2 separate regions of the Zea mays genome follow, and region 1 is linked to region 2. The links are chromatin contacts, called in public Hi-C maps. All regions are on one chromosome and are shown on one strand. The core of a region is the stretch at or near the end of the contact, and the rest is flanking DNA. Distances in the headings are between cores, read along the strand shown. Region 1 holds the start of LOC100193191. Region 2 holds the start of LOC100272922.

What was found. A called contact is a pair of places that touch in the nucleus more often than the background predicts.
Region 1: a Hi-C map of leaf mesophyll shows a contact between it and region 2, with 4 times the contacts expected there. The contact joins the promoter of LOC100193191 here to the promoter of LOC100272922 in region 2. A contact is called at or near these places in 2 of 25 Hi-C or Micro-C datasets (ear and leaf mesophyll).

Annotation. Positions count from the first base shown.
Region 1 is chr5:182,414,858-182,422,520 of Zm-B73-REFERENCE-NAM-5.0, forward strand. LOC100193191 reads left to right here and starts at 3,735. Exons shown (of 5, transcript NM_001138346.1): 1 at 3,735-3,942; 2 at 4,032-4,177; 3 at 4,786-4,945; 4 at 5,061-5,378; 5 at 6,761-7,107. The coding sequence starts at 3,840. The coding sequence ends at 6,966. LOC100278158 (phosphoinositide binding) reads left to right here. Exons shown (of 4, transcript NM_001350952.1): 4 at 180-3,335. The coding sequence ends at 3,103.
Region 2 is chr5:181,660,621-181,667,891 of Zm-B73-REFERENCE-NAM-5.0, forward strand. LOC100272922 reads right to left here and starts at 5,053. Exons shown (of 4, transcript NM_001147374.1): 1 at 4,830-5,053; 2 at 4,638-4,740; 3 at 1,718-2,104; 4 at 685-1,153. The coding sequence starts at 4,927. The coding sequence ends at 1,025. It also overlaps the pseudogene LOC111589502.

The DNA.
Region 1 (7,663 bases), core at 2,485-4,984, 750 kb after region 2:
AAATTCTCAAATTACAATCTATGGGAGCTAACATATATTGTGGATTTATTCAAATAAAATAGTGTGTTATGCATGCATGAGACTGATCTATGATAAATGGTGCACAATCAAACCAAGAAAACTTTTTGGTGTTACCATGCAGACATTTTTAATTTGTAATATGTCATCTATTTCTACAGCTACCACAAAATCTGCTTCGAAACCAGAGGATGAAATTCTAAGTGAAATTCTTGGAGGTGGAGAGCGTATCCAATCTCTGGATTCTTTGCTTCCTGGGAGAACCACAAGCAGTGCCAGTACCTCCAGACGAACTTCTTCTAACCTCAGTACGGACGCAAAAGGAGATGAAAGCCTTTCTGCTGAAGCACACAATTATGAACTTAACAATACCGCATCTATTTTCACCCCAGAGGAGTTGCGCCAACATGCTGTAGAAGAGAAGAAAAGGTACAAAACTTTAAAATCAGAAGGTAAACCAGAGGAAGCACTGCGGGCTTTCAAGCATGGTAAAGAACTTGAGAAGCAAGCTGCAGCCCTGGAATTAGAATTGAGAAGGACTAGGAGAATGGCTACAAAAGCGACTAACATCTCTTCTGCTGTTGGTACTTCGATGACTGCTGGTTCTGATGAGGTTGAAACAAAAAGGTCTTCAACTGGGAAAAAGATTAAGAAAGAAAAGAATGATCTTGCCTCTGAGCTCAGAGATCTAGGCTGGTCAGATGCAGACCTTCGTGATGAAACAAAGGCTGCCCCTATGAGTCTGGAGGGAGAGTTGACACAGATTCTTAGAGAGGTGGCCCCTAAACCATTGGAGGGCAAGAGAACAGGTGGTATCGATAAATCTCAGGTTAATGCTCTGAAGAGGCAAGCTTTACTGCTAAAGCGGGAAGGTAGGCTTGCTGAAGCAAAGGAAGAGCTCAAGAAGGCTAAAATTTTGGAAAAACAACTTGAGGAACAGGAGATTCTAGGTGAAGCAGAAAACTCAGATGATGATTTGGCTGCTATTATTCGGAACATGGACGACGATAAGAATGATGACATATTTATAGATGATTCAAAGTTCCCAGCTTTCAACTTTGAACAAATTATGGTTGCCTCTAATGATCTTGCCACTGATGGTCACTTTGACGTTACAGATGATGACATGAATGACCCAGATATGGCTGCTGCTCTAAAATCATTTGGCTGGAGTGAGGAGGATGACAAACAGTTGGAAAATCTCGAACCTGTTTCTTCAAATCAAGAGGGGCTAAAGGAGCAAGTACTTTCTCTAAAAAGAGAGGCTGTTGCAAACAGAAGGTCTGGTAATGTTGTAGAAGCCATGTCATTGCTTAAAAAGGCAAAGCTACTAGAGAAGGATCTCAAAACTGAAGAGCCAGACTCAAAGGTTCCTTCTCTAGAAAGGCAGAAAACTACACATGCAGAAGATGCCACTTATGCAGGGACGAATGTCCGACCTATACCAACACCAAAAAGTAAGCTTGCAATTCAGCGAGAACTGTTGGCTCTGAAGAAGAAGGCACTAGCTTTGAGGAGGGAAGGGAAGGTGGATGAGTCTGAGGAAGAGCTGAGAAAGGGTAGTGTTCTTGAAAAGCAGCTTGAAGAGCTTGAAAATTCTTCCAAACCACCTGTAGCAAAGGAAACCAGGAGCTTTCCATCTAATCCCCCGTACAAAGTTGAACCCCCAAATATCAATCTTGCTGATGAGGTATATGAACCTGAGGTTACAGACAAGGATATGCAGGATCCAGCATTGCTGTCGGTGCTGAAAAATATGGGATGGGAAGATGCTGGTTCAGATTCTGTGGAAACAACTGACAAAGCATCATTTTCTGCACATGTAGTTCATCATAAATCATCAAAAACTAAGGGCCAGCTTCAGAAGGAATTGCTTGGTATAAAAAGGAAGGCTCTTGCCCTCAGAAGGGGAGGGAAAAACACTGAAGCTGAGGAGGAACTTGAGAAGGCTAAGGTGTTGGAGCAGCAACTTGCAGAGATGGAAGAATCAAATAACTTGAGTGCTAGTCAAGGTGTTACTACTGCTGGCGGGGACGAAATATTGCTAGTGCATGCATCTGAATCTGGTACGCCAGTGGTTACTCTGTGTGGTTCTCCAAGTAAACCGCAGATTGAGACAACCAATCCTAATCAAGGTGATGTGGGAGAAGAAAGTAGAGCTGGAAGGTCTCCAGCCTTGTCGCAGCCAGCTTTTACTGATCCGTTGGGATCTGAAAAAGGGTCACATTCACCTTCTGTAGTACATGATCGTAATGAGCATCAGAAAACACAAGGAGATGATACTCTTAAAGATGAGATATTACTTCATAAGAGAAAAGCAGTTGCCTTTAAGAGAGAAGGGAAGATGGCAGAAGCTAGAGAAGAATTGAAACTGGCAAAACAATTAGAAAAGCACCTTGAAGGTGCTCAACAAGACACCATGGATGGTGTGGGTGACTCCATTACTCCTGCTGTGGAACAGAACAGTTTGGTCCAACAACCTGCTAGCTCCAGCAATCACACTGACGACATAACTTCTCCCCCTCCTGCACAAGCGAGCAAGCGGACGCAACCTCAGAAAGCAATGTCCAGCCGGGATCGTCTCAAAATCCAGCGTGAATCCCTGGCTCATAAGCGCAACGCCCTCAAGTTGCGGAGAGAAGGAAAGACTGCAGAAGCAGATGCAGAATTTGAACTGGCCAAGGAGCTAGAGAGCCAACTGGAAGAGTCAGACAACCAAAGCTCGAGCTCCGGGGGAAAGTCAAGTGAACCAAACGACACGAGCGTCGAGAATCTCCTTGATCCTCAGATCATGTCTGCCCTAAGATCCATTGGTTGGAGTGACATGGATTTATCCATGCAATCCTCTAGTGCACAACCTCTGAAACCTGTGCAGTCCTCAAGTTCTCAACCTCCGCAAAAAGTGGAAGCCAAGTCATCTGTTGCCGCGACCAGCAAACCTCAGAGCGAGAGAAGTCAACTTGAAGAACAGATCAAGGCGGAGAAACTGAAAGCGCTTAACTTGAAGCGGGAAGGGAAACAAGCAGAGGCCCTGGAGGCCCTTCGCTCGGCAAAGCGACTGGAGAAGAAGTTGAACTCAGCTTAAGCCAATCACACCCTCCCAGATTGCTCTTGTTCTTTTGTCAATTGTTCGTTTTGGTTACCTGACATCCCAAGCGTTCCAGCTAGAACAGAGAATCATATCGAGTCCTATGGCCCTGATTGGCACAGCTTGTGAGCTTTGAGCACCATAAACTTATGTCCTGTTTGTGTTCGAGCTATGAGCAGTCCCTTTCATGTATGTATAAATAAAATCTGATGGACGGAGATTATTTTCACGAATTCGTGTATACACAATGTTAGGGGAATGTCAATTAAGTTGGAATCTGAACATTTCATATGTTAGTCATTTGATAATAATGTTTTCCAAGCTCACAACGTATGCTACTGTATTTGACATTTTCACAGGATTCTAATACTAATAGTTCTTGTGTCCTTGCCTCGTGGTATTTTATTCAACTCACTTTATAAAATGGGCTGTTGATCTGTACTAACGGTGATGTAAAAAAATACTATTACAAGAAAAATATTTACAAAAAGTTTGTACCAAAACTAAGGTGGTAAGGCCTGAGCTGTTATCTCCACGGGCTGGCCAAAACCGTGTATATAGCCCACAGGGCCACAGGCCCAGTCGAAACCTTCGCGCGGTGATGGAGCACGCGCACGCGACCTCGACACGCACGCAGCAGCCAGCAGGTGACCGCCGTCACGCGACCGCTTCCCACACTCCCTTCCCCACCAGCCGAAACCGAGGCTGACGCTGCGCGAGCCAACCGGCGGTGATGCAGGCGGCAGTCGGCCACCGCGGCGCCAACCTTGGCTCCCCGTCACTCTCGCGCTTCCGGTATGGCTTCCGCCTCCCCGGCCGGTCCCGCCTCTTCTCTGGTAAGCCGCTAAACCCCCGAGGCCCCAGGTTGTGTGGTCTTACCTTGGCTGCTTCGATTGATTCGCTTTCCGTGTTGATGCGAGAGTAGAGGGCGTGGCGGCGGCGTCACTCCGCGTCGGCTCTCTGCCCCAGCCACGGACCCATGGCAGCGGCGGTTTCGCGCACCTCGGGGCCATGGGTGGGGAGGCGCCGAGGCTGCCGCACGCCCTCAGGAGAATGCTTATCGATCATCAGGTGCGTTCGATTACGCTTTCGCTTGCTGCAGTGAGAGTTGAATCGATCGAAATGTGAACCAAATACTTGAAATTTCACGTGATGTGGGGTACTGTGGCAATGCATAAGCCCACATGGAGCACTGAGTCTTCTAGGTGACACACACACACTGACATTGCAACTGAATACCCTGTTGATGTGGCTATGGCTACGGTGTACATAGAGTCATAGATTAGATAGCTTATTCAATCAGAGGCACTTACATTTTGCTTGTTCCTCGGCAGTTTGTACGATCATTTTGCCCACCAACTGTAACTAGTTTGTGAATCGCAACCAGACAGAAATATGGGCTTACATAATTGCATCTGAAGTAAGCAGAATTTCTGATCAGCGTGAACAAAGAGGCTTGTCGCAGGATTCTATGCGGCGGTTTAGGGCACAGTGAGCATAATCTACAAATTTTGCATACATTTACAAAACTTTGAGCGGTTTAGGGCATTTACATTCCACTAGTGGAGTGTATTCTTGCTTGTCTTTGCTTTGACATGCTGTTCTGCTCTCCGTTCAGTTGTGTTGCAGTGTGGATGCTGACCTGGCATTATCTCTGCACTTGAAATTTGCCACTGCAGAAAATGGCATGTCCCAACCTTCTGAAAGCTGCTGTACTTTCAACCATGACATTGCTTTCTGTACCTCTTGAGGCGTCAGCGGAGATGTGCCAGCCACCTAGTTCTTTCGCCAATATGCCAATTTTTATTGTTGTAGCACTAATAGGAGCTGCTGTTGGCGGTAAGATATCTGAACATGTGTGCTCGTTCGCATCATTGCTTCTTGCATGCAAAGTTGATGTAGAGGGATGTTACTTAGCCGCTAAAATTTTTCCTCTCTGATTTTTCACATGTAGGATTATTAGCACGCCAAAGAAAGGCGGAATTGAAGCGGCTCAATAATCAACTTCGCCAGATCAATGCAGCACTTAGAAGGCAGGCACAGATTGAGTCATTTGCGCCTGGCCTTACTTATGCGCCAGTTGGGAGAACAAATGAAACTGATGTTATTGTTGACCCAAGGAAGCAGCAGTTGGTCACAAACCTGAGAAATGGGAAGAATTACATGAGGAATCAAGATCTTGATAAGGCTATAGTGGAGTTCAGAACAGCTCTGGAGCTTGCAGAGAGCATAGGTGATCGTTTTGAAGAAAAGAAAGCTGCCCGAGGACTAGGTTATTTTTCTCCCTGTAATCACTTTTATTTATATTTTTGTTATCATAGGTGATGAACAGTGCATAAATAATCTAACGTGTGCTGCCCTAAAAAACGCATATATGCTTTCCTAGATCCCATAAAAATGGTCAGTCAGGTTACACAATATTAATCAGCACAACGTAGTAGACTGATGGAGATGGAGAACTAGCGCTGATGTCCTAACTTTGGCACCAAGCATTAGCTAAGTAGTGGATATTTGTATATAAAAACTGAAAATGACTGAAATGTATGGTGGTGTCTACTTGTTTCACCTAGGTTGCATTTTCTTGCTATTGTGTTTCAGTTGCTTCTGCATGAGATGACTGTTGTCCCGCATTGAATTTTGAATAATTCCTTTATTTATGGTAAGCAAAGATTTATTTGCCAAACCTTTAGGAGAATGATTGCCAGGTGAAAATCTTCAAGTAAAATTTCGAAGTAGTTTTTTTTGGCAAATCCCATTAGATGGTAGATTTTGCAGTTGGGTGGGTACCGAAGATGTTATCTAGCTTCTTACTGAATACTTTATTTGCTTGTATCCCTGCTCTCGAATTGGAGATCTGCACATCTGAAATAAGTGGAAACAAATTTTAATGTGAACTAGTAGCATAATTTATATCTACTGGAAAGCTATTGCTCAGCATAAGGTGACTTTTGGTTTTTAAGGATGAATTTAATGTCTTCCAAACTTTTGTCTTTTTTTGGGAGATATCAAACTTCTTTTGATTAGTTTCCTCCAACGAACAAAGTCATGTAGTTTGTTGAGGTTGCTTTAGCTTACACCAGTGTTTAATGTTTTTTTTTTCCAGAAGCATAATCTTTTGTCGACCTTCTTTGTAGTTCCAATTTCTAGCATTAAATACACAGCAGATGCAAACATCGCCAAATCGCAATGGATCGTTGAGCCTTCAGATAGCTACATACTGTAGGGTTTTTTTTTTCATCTGCATGCGTGCTTAGCCTGTAACTTTGGAGATTTATTTACATGCCGGAGATCACTTGAAGCAAATTCTGTTGTGAACTAGTAATGGACCTTATATCAACTGACTGCAATAGTTCTTAGCATAAGATGACTAATGTTTGAAACCTACGGTTGAGTTTGTCTCCCGTGAACCAACCTATGTGATTTGTTCTGGTTGTACTGGTTTATAGTGGTGCTTTACTTTTTATGATCATGGACGATTTTTTTGTTTGTCAACCTTGTTTATCATCCCCATAGAAAAGAATTGCACTCTAGCTGTATGTAAGCTTCATTCAGGCAGAGACGCAAATCGTGGAACGCTAGCTGTTTTTACTCATGAAGTCGATCTGTGCGAGCTGGGGATTTCCTCACACGCTATCTATTTGGCTTTCTGGCTAGGCGCATCGCTGCAGAGGCTCGGGAAGTACCGAGAAGCAATGAGACAGTACAGCAAGGTTCTGGAGCTGTCCAAGGAGACAGGTGAAGATTCCGGCTGCACCGAGGCCTACGGTGCCATAGCGGACTGCTACACCGAGCTGGGCGACCTGGAGCGAGCGGCGAAGGTGTATGACAAGTACATATCGAGGCTGCAGCCCGGCGAGTAAGGTAGATTTCTTTACAGACGAGACAGCGAGTTCCTTCCCGTTCGTTGAGTTTTGCGTTTTGTCGGTCTTGTTAAACTCACTGCAGGTATTGGATTGTTTTGAGAACGATTTTAATATTCGTATATAAATAACTATTGATTTAATCAAAAAAATAAAAATAAATCACAACGCACTCGCCCAGCTAGTCTCCATCCGTGTTTTACTTAAAAAGAAAGGTGAATCGTTGAATGTGAACACCGAAAATGCACGTACCAGTCCGTTTGCGGTGTCTGGTGTGTGTTTGGTTATGGAACAGTTGGGACAGCTACATCATCTCTCGTTCCTCCATTTTTGATTTCAGAGGTAGAGACAACACTAGAATAATCTTGTAACCTCGGAATCTAAACAAGGGGCGCCCTAGAGCGGCGGGACGTATTTTGGGTGAGAGTCACGACTCACGAGCCGTGCGCGCGCGAGAGAGGGGCAGACCGTTACTGCAGGCGCGTTCGTGTCGACCTCCACACGCGATAGTGCCTAGCTGCAGCTAGTTGCCTACACAGCGACGGGCAGCTGGGTGAGCTGCCTGTGTCCGGTTTGTTGGCCGCCGTGTAGGAACAAATAAAATAAAGAGAGCGCACGCGTATCAACCTCTCCTCACTACTATACTTGATCGTCGTCTCTTCCCGTCTCACGCACATACATACGCGCCCTTATCTGC
Region 2 (7,271 bases), core at 3,803-6,302:
GCTTCGTCACGACCTCGTCGCCGTGCACTTGCTCCTGCTCGTCGTCGAGGTCCACCGGATCTGAATCGGCATTGTACCGGCAGATCCGACGCCATGTCGCCCACGCTCGATGGACGCGTCGAGGCGTAGCGAAATCGACCAAGAACTTTCCTCGCCAGGGCGTGGGCGTAGGCGTTCGCGAGAAGCGACCGGGGGGTGAATAGTGATCCGCCTTATCTGGCGTGAGAGAGAAGGGGAACACGGCGGAGAGGATGCCGCAGTGCGCGGCGTTGCGGAGGGAATAAGAGAACTGTAGCCCCCTAAAAGATGAACAGTAATAAAGGAGGGATGGAAGAGAGACGCCCGCTGCGGTCAGTCTTAGTGTCGCCGCCGCGTCGATGAATAATTGAATACCTCGTCCCGGTCAACTGCGCCGCGTCGCGCGATCCCGACGGAAAATGGCCATCTCTCTCCCATTCGCGCGCTAGTTCTGTCGTGCGGTTATCCGCTGACCCCTGGGCCCTGGCGAAGTGTCGGGCTAGCTATGGGTTTTGTTCAAGGGGGCACTCAATCGTGGCCGTTGATTTGCATCCTACGGACGGGGTTGCTCTCACTTTTAACTGGACCGGTGGGACGAACCGGCCTAAAGGCCACTTTGCGGGCCTTAGGCCAACGCTAGGAAGATGCGGTACAAGAAAAAACGTTGAGAATATATGTATATATATCCTTCGAAAGCAAAATTGGAGCTTTGGCTATAAACATTCCAGCGAGTCAGGCAATAAACCTAACCCTTGAATACTACTGGCCAAGAGGTTAGAAGTGTAAATGTATTTCGTTTAATGTTTAACTGCAAAGCGTCTACAAGTTCTAAGACATCCGATATCTTGCTGATGAGTTGATTTACCCAGGCGAAAGGAACCACATTATATATAGTGGTTTCGACGGACCAGATCCTTCGTGATTCCAGCTCCATAAAACACCATCATTCATCCGAGTCAAACATGTATAGCCAATTAAGCTAATACCAAACTGTATGAGGGCACCGTCACCCATACAGCTCGCGCCAGGGTTCCTGATCAATTCGTGATTTTTCGATCCCTCTCTTGAGAACAGTTCCTTTGGAAAATTCCAAAGCCGTGTGCTTGGCCAAGTGCTCTCCTAAGCATTGCAGTACCTAACAATTGGAAAAAAAAATTGGGTGAGCTAAGACTCAAGAAACTTCACATTTTACATGTATAAATTATAATATCCTTTTTTCACAGTTATTCAGAACTGAACTGGACGATCAGAGGCAGCAGGCTGTTAATGCTACCTATGTGTGGTTATATGCACTACTTCATATTAGAATATGATAAATTCAGAAGTCAAAACTTTTAACATCGCAGTACTAAATAGACAGATCAAAACACCAAGAATCAGACAAGACCATAGGAAAAGCAAGGTGTGTTGCTTTTTTTTTTACAGAAGAAAACTAGAAAACAATGTTATCCACTGTCACCGTAGATCTTTTAGAGACACATTTTAACATTGCCACCACCTAGCACGCCTATTGTTTTGCTGATGTTTCCCATTTGATCAGAACAATTCTATAAAATTTCAGGACCACAAAGTCTGCAGAGCAAACAGAAGCAAAGGAAAGCAGAAATAGACAATTATTATTTCCATGGCAAGAGCCTTGAGACTTGAATAAAGGCAAATAATGTTTTCACCTAACTTCAATACAATAGTCAAAACATACCTCAAGATCAGAAACTGTAGAGCTCTTGCCTTGCTGCTGTCCACCAGAAGTGACAAGAAGAACTGTAGGCACCTTCAACACACGCACCATTTCCAGCAAACATAATATTGGTTCACTACGTATTTGCAAGGATGTAGGAGGTTTAGTGGTCCCACCAACCAACAGGTGAGTATAGTCAGTTGTTGCCCCTATTTCAGCACCATGAAGTACAGTCGATGCCTTTGTTGCATGTTCCGTTCCATGATGATAGCTTGACGATCTTGTGATGTATGGGACAATTAGAGTTCGCTCAGTGGAGGTAGCTTCAGAAGAAATCAGTTCCAAGACCCCATTTACAACACACGCTGCAAGAGGTGGCTTATAGTCTGGCAGAACAAAAATGGTCACCTGCCAATAAACAACATAACTTAATAAATACAAAATTTTCCTTGTCCAGTGAAGAAGCAAAGACAGTGTATAGTCAATATTAGCCATCAGCAATGTAATTGATGTTTCACATCAAAGAAAAAATAGCCAATTTTTCACTAGTGATGATCATCAAAGTAGACTATCAGCTTGATCGCCAACAGCCCATGGGTCGTGTAATTTAGAAGTCAAGTTAGCTTACTGACAGTTGAATATCAGTTGCAACTTGCAAGAGGACCACATCTTTACTCTTTACTCCTATAAAGCACAAGTTTTCCGGGTTTCCACCGTCGTCCCTTTCATAAAAAAAAAATCCTTATAATTCTTTCTAATCTAACCAGCGGTCCACCGTCATTTTGCGTCGTCAAGTGACGTGGGCCGTTACATGGGCCGTGAGAAAACACCAAAGCCAACACAACATAAAGCAGCACGCAGCGCATCACTCTTGGCTAGTACCACCTCGCTAGCTGAAGGAGGAGCGACCGGGTTAGCTATAAAAAAGGGGCAGGTCTCTTTTTAACTCATATCTATCTCGGCCTTTTGGCTAAGATAAAGTGCATCATCTACATTTTAATATCTGGTATGTGGGTCATATGTCCACTTTAATTTTATATTTATTTTTTGTGGGGATGATCCACTTTATTTTTTTTGTGGGGGTCCATCACACTGGCTTGCCACTGGACCCTCATGTGTTGTACATTCGTTGCATTATTGGTGTGCCGTTGAAATGTACGAGCATTGTACTAGCTGACAAAGGGTCTGTTTGGTTCAGTTTTTTTCTGACCAGCTTTTCTAAAAATCTGGCTGTGGGAAGAATCTGGCTGTAGCGAAAATCTGAATATCATTACGATTACGTGTGGAGGAAGATAAAGTTGTTTATAGGGCTCAGGATCTAGAAAGTGATGGATTCCTACTATTACAACGAATCAACCGATTATGTGTTTATGTTGATTTTGGATGGTTTTTGCCCCAACGAATTTTATAGAAGCTGGCTGAAAAGCTGAGCGTTTGGCAGTCCGCAGCAGCTTTTGGTGGCCAGAAGCTGCCAGAAGCCGAAACAAACAGAGCCAAAGAATTGAGCATTGTTAGACAGTGTTTTTAAAACATCGTTTAAACAACGTTTAAACCATGTTTAAACATCAAAACACTAATTAGAGATTGAAACCCTGAAATGTTAAACAATATGGCCTAAAACGACATTTTACAACGTTTAAACAACACGTTTTGGCGTTTAAGCGTTCTAAACTGTAAAACCTAGTATTTCATGCATTTTAGACCATTAGCTATTTCGAGACCAGTTTGTTTGTTACTTTTGGCCCAGTCTCCATGCGCTTGCCCTACTCCCCCTATCCTAAAGCCCGATGGCTAGCAACACACCACTCTCATCTCAGCTCTCTACCGCCGCTGCCTAAAGGTGCTGCTGATGTCGTCCGTCGCTGTGTGCGTCATCTCCCTCGGCGCTGTGTGTGTCATCTCCTTCCGCGGCGTATGCAGCCGCTTCTCTGCGCCATGTGCCGCTGTGCGCAGTAGGCGACGTTCGCGCCACCCCTCTTCCTCCGCGCCTCTGTTTGCTAGCAGTCAGTGGCTATCACCCAGCAGCCAACTCCTCTAATCAACTAAAGCATCATTATTATGTTATACTTGCTAAACCAAATTTAGAGTTGATGTGTCAGGTAGACATAGTATTCAATGGGAACAAGCCAGGATGCAAGCCCAAAAAACAAACACCCGCCACCTAGCTTCAGTTTTTTTTAGGGGAAATGCTGTAGGGAAAACCCCTACAGCATGATTTTTTATTTAATATTGGGAGGAATGGAACTAATAAGTTCAAGAGAAAAGAGAAATTAGACAATCGGCTATCGAGAATTTAGCCACAAAGACACTCTAAGCCTCCTAACACTATTAAACCTAAGCATTTGCGACTTTAGCATTCATTGAAGCTGCCCTTCCAAGAGAGGAAAGAAGGGGCAATGTTACTGAAAATGGAGTCGTTCGTTTGCTTCCAAATGCACCATACTAGCTTCAGTTTATTAGTAATATGTTCTAAATCATAACAAGTTGATAATGAGATACGTGAAGCAAATACTCATCTCTTTTCCACAAATGAAGGTTTCTGACTACACTCAGTACTACCAAATCCCGAGGAGTGGGAAGTTTCTGAACCCTGGAGCTTCCAGGAAGTTACATTTTGCATGGAAGCTGAACAAAATGGAAGCGATAATGAGCCTTTTCGTGTCCTAGAAGTGCTGGCAAATTTCTAACCACGGTTATGTTTCCATATGAGAAAGTTTCAACTTTCAAGGCGAAACAAAAAAAAAAATCCTAGCAAAATCCTTATAAAGAATACTAATCTTCTAGTTTGAAGGAGCAAAATCCTAACAGCTGCTTGTGTAGTACCCTTGCGCTCATTAATCCAACCGCAGAATCAACAAATCCTCGTTCATTTTGCTAAATTTCAACTGGAAGAGCACGAATCGAATCAATGGAACGGTTAGAAATCCTCTGGGGCCCTTACCTGTGGAGAGCCACTGGAATCGGAAAAGCTCAGGAGCTCGGCGCACGCCTTCTCTCCGTCGAGGCCGTACTTTCCAAGGGGGAGCTCGAAGGGCGAGGACTCCCTACCAGAAACATCCAGCGGCAAAAAGCCAGTGAGCGGATGCTACGTGCGTTGGAACGTTAGGTTAGGGTTTTGGGTGGGAGCGAAAACCTAGTTAGCCCGGGCGGCGGGCGGAGCGCGTCGGCGAGGGCAGCGCCGTAGCCCGCGGCGTCGCGGACGAGGAAGAGCACCCTGGGTGCCACCCGCATGGCCGCTGGTCGCCGGCGCCGGCGCCGCCGCAGGCTAGTCGATCGGAGGAAGTGCCGGACGGGAGAGAGACGGCCGATTTCGAGAGAGAAACAGTGGAATACCGCAAGCCACAGGTACGAGGAATCCAATAAGGGCCTTCCCATTTCATGGGCCTCCAGCCCGTTTGAATAAAAATGGACCGCACAGCTCGTCGTATCTCCAGCAGCGTCTCTTAAATTTCAATCCCCTAAAATAATATCCTCCTATCCTCTACAGCATACTCTAAAAGATTTTGTTATCTATATCTTTTCAGTCTCCAGCAACGTCCTTTAAATTCGGTCCTCTATATATATATAGTAGTAACAGAATTTATAAACTACATTATTTTCTCTCTCTAATTTGTATTTAAATAAAATTTTAAATTATGTACTTAATGCAAAAAATGAAGTAATCATTTTCAAAAATTTGAAAATTCTGGCATCGTATGTTATTGCAATACAAGATTGACTATTGATGTTCTGATCTCAAATACAAAAAATCTCATGACGATATTGTAATATGAACTGAATCTGTCTGCCTCTTTTCTAGTTCTCTTGTGTCAAATCCGAATATCAGGCAAGATTAACTTGTGCTGGCAGAGGCGGAAGAAACCGGAGTTGCAGGCCGAAGACCAATGACCATTCGACCAAAATCCACGCGGACGCGGCTGACAGGTGATAAAGAGAAGCATAGAGGACCCTCCAAATTTAGCGGCCTACATTGTCATCCCCTATTTTAGCGTATTGTTTACGGTGCGCTGTTAGAGACGATACAGACCATAGCAACCGCTATATTTAACGTAGCGGACCTTATACAGATCATTGCTAGAGGCAGCCTAGGACCTTTCGCTATTTGCTTCCCGTTTGAATCCCGTCCTTTTCAGCCAAGCATCGCCAAGTTTCTGCGATGAAGGATGATGTCAGTCTTGCATCCGAGGTTACGTCAGGGAGCGGGCATTTAACTCGCGCCAAATTTCTCAGTGGCCCATTTCACGAGCTGGGAAGTTTTGCTTATTGAAACCGACATGGATCATACTCCAACTCCAGTGGTTAGAAGATCTAGAGGCAGTTCAGGTGAGCAGCTAAAGGACAAAACCCCGTGATTTGACCACACCAATGGAGAGCCACGGCCTCACTGAACAGCTCTGAGTTTAAGGCTTTAAAATTCTACCGAGAAAAAATATATATATGTTGTTGTAGGCATTCTTGCTTAAGATAGGAGGTAACCTATTTTATATGGGACAAGAAAAGCTTTTAACTCCTACTCTATCCCACTTATATACAGCGGCATAGCTGCTAATGTAAAAGTCTCGACTAGTTTCAGACATGTGCTTCAGATGATGTTTTTTTTAACCTCAGCAGTCCGTTTGTTGACACCTTTTTAGAGGCGTCAATTACTCAAGAGAACCAGCGGCGGTGCTCTCTGGTCAGGCGCGGACGGTCCGCGGCCCAGGGCCGGACGGTCCGCGACCTGGCGCGAGGCGGCGGTGCTCTCTGGTCAGGCGCGGACGGTCCACGGCACAGGGCCGGACGGTCCGCGACCTAGTGCAGGAGCTCGTGTTCCCTGCCTGACGGCCGGACGGTTCGCGCCCTAGGGCCGGACGGTCCGCGCGTGCGCAGGGGCGGCGGAAGATCGCCGGCGGCGCCTGGATCTCGCTCCCGGGAGGGACCCCGTCGGGGAGGAGAGATCCTAGGAGTTGTCTAGGCTCGGGTAGACCGACCTAGACTCCTCTAATCGACGTAGAGTCGAGGAGAGGCGGAAAATTTGGGGATTGGAAGGCTAAACTAGGGCTAAACTAGAACTACTCCTAAGATAAAATGCGAAATAGAAGTTGTATTGATTCGATTGATGATGATTACAAATCGGCCGTATACCTCTCTATTTATAGAGGAGGGGGGCTGGACCCTTTACAAACTAATTTCCGAGCTTATCCCGCGATTTTAGCTAACAACCGTAGCACAAAACTCGGAACTCTAATCTGCTCTGCGCACGCGCGGACCGTCCGACCTCAGGGCCGGACAGTCCGCCGGCTCATTTTGGTGTTCAACATATGCCCCTGCCTTTTGGTGGAGCTGAGCGAACCAAAAGCAACTAACTCGATGATCACATCAGTTTTCTTAGGCATCTTGACACTTGCTAGGAAGATACGTAGTGGCCTTAGTCCCGATGGTTGACTCAACGGACGTGATTCTTTTAGCTTTGATCGAACTGTCAGTCCCGACACCGTCGAGCGTCATAGCGATCCTGACCAATCCGTCACCTTACTTTTTCTAATTTTCCAAGTGTTCTGGCGTAGCTTCGTAGTCGACCAGGTCTTCCCCTTGT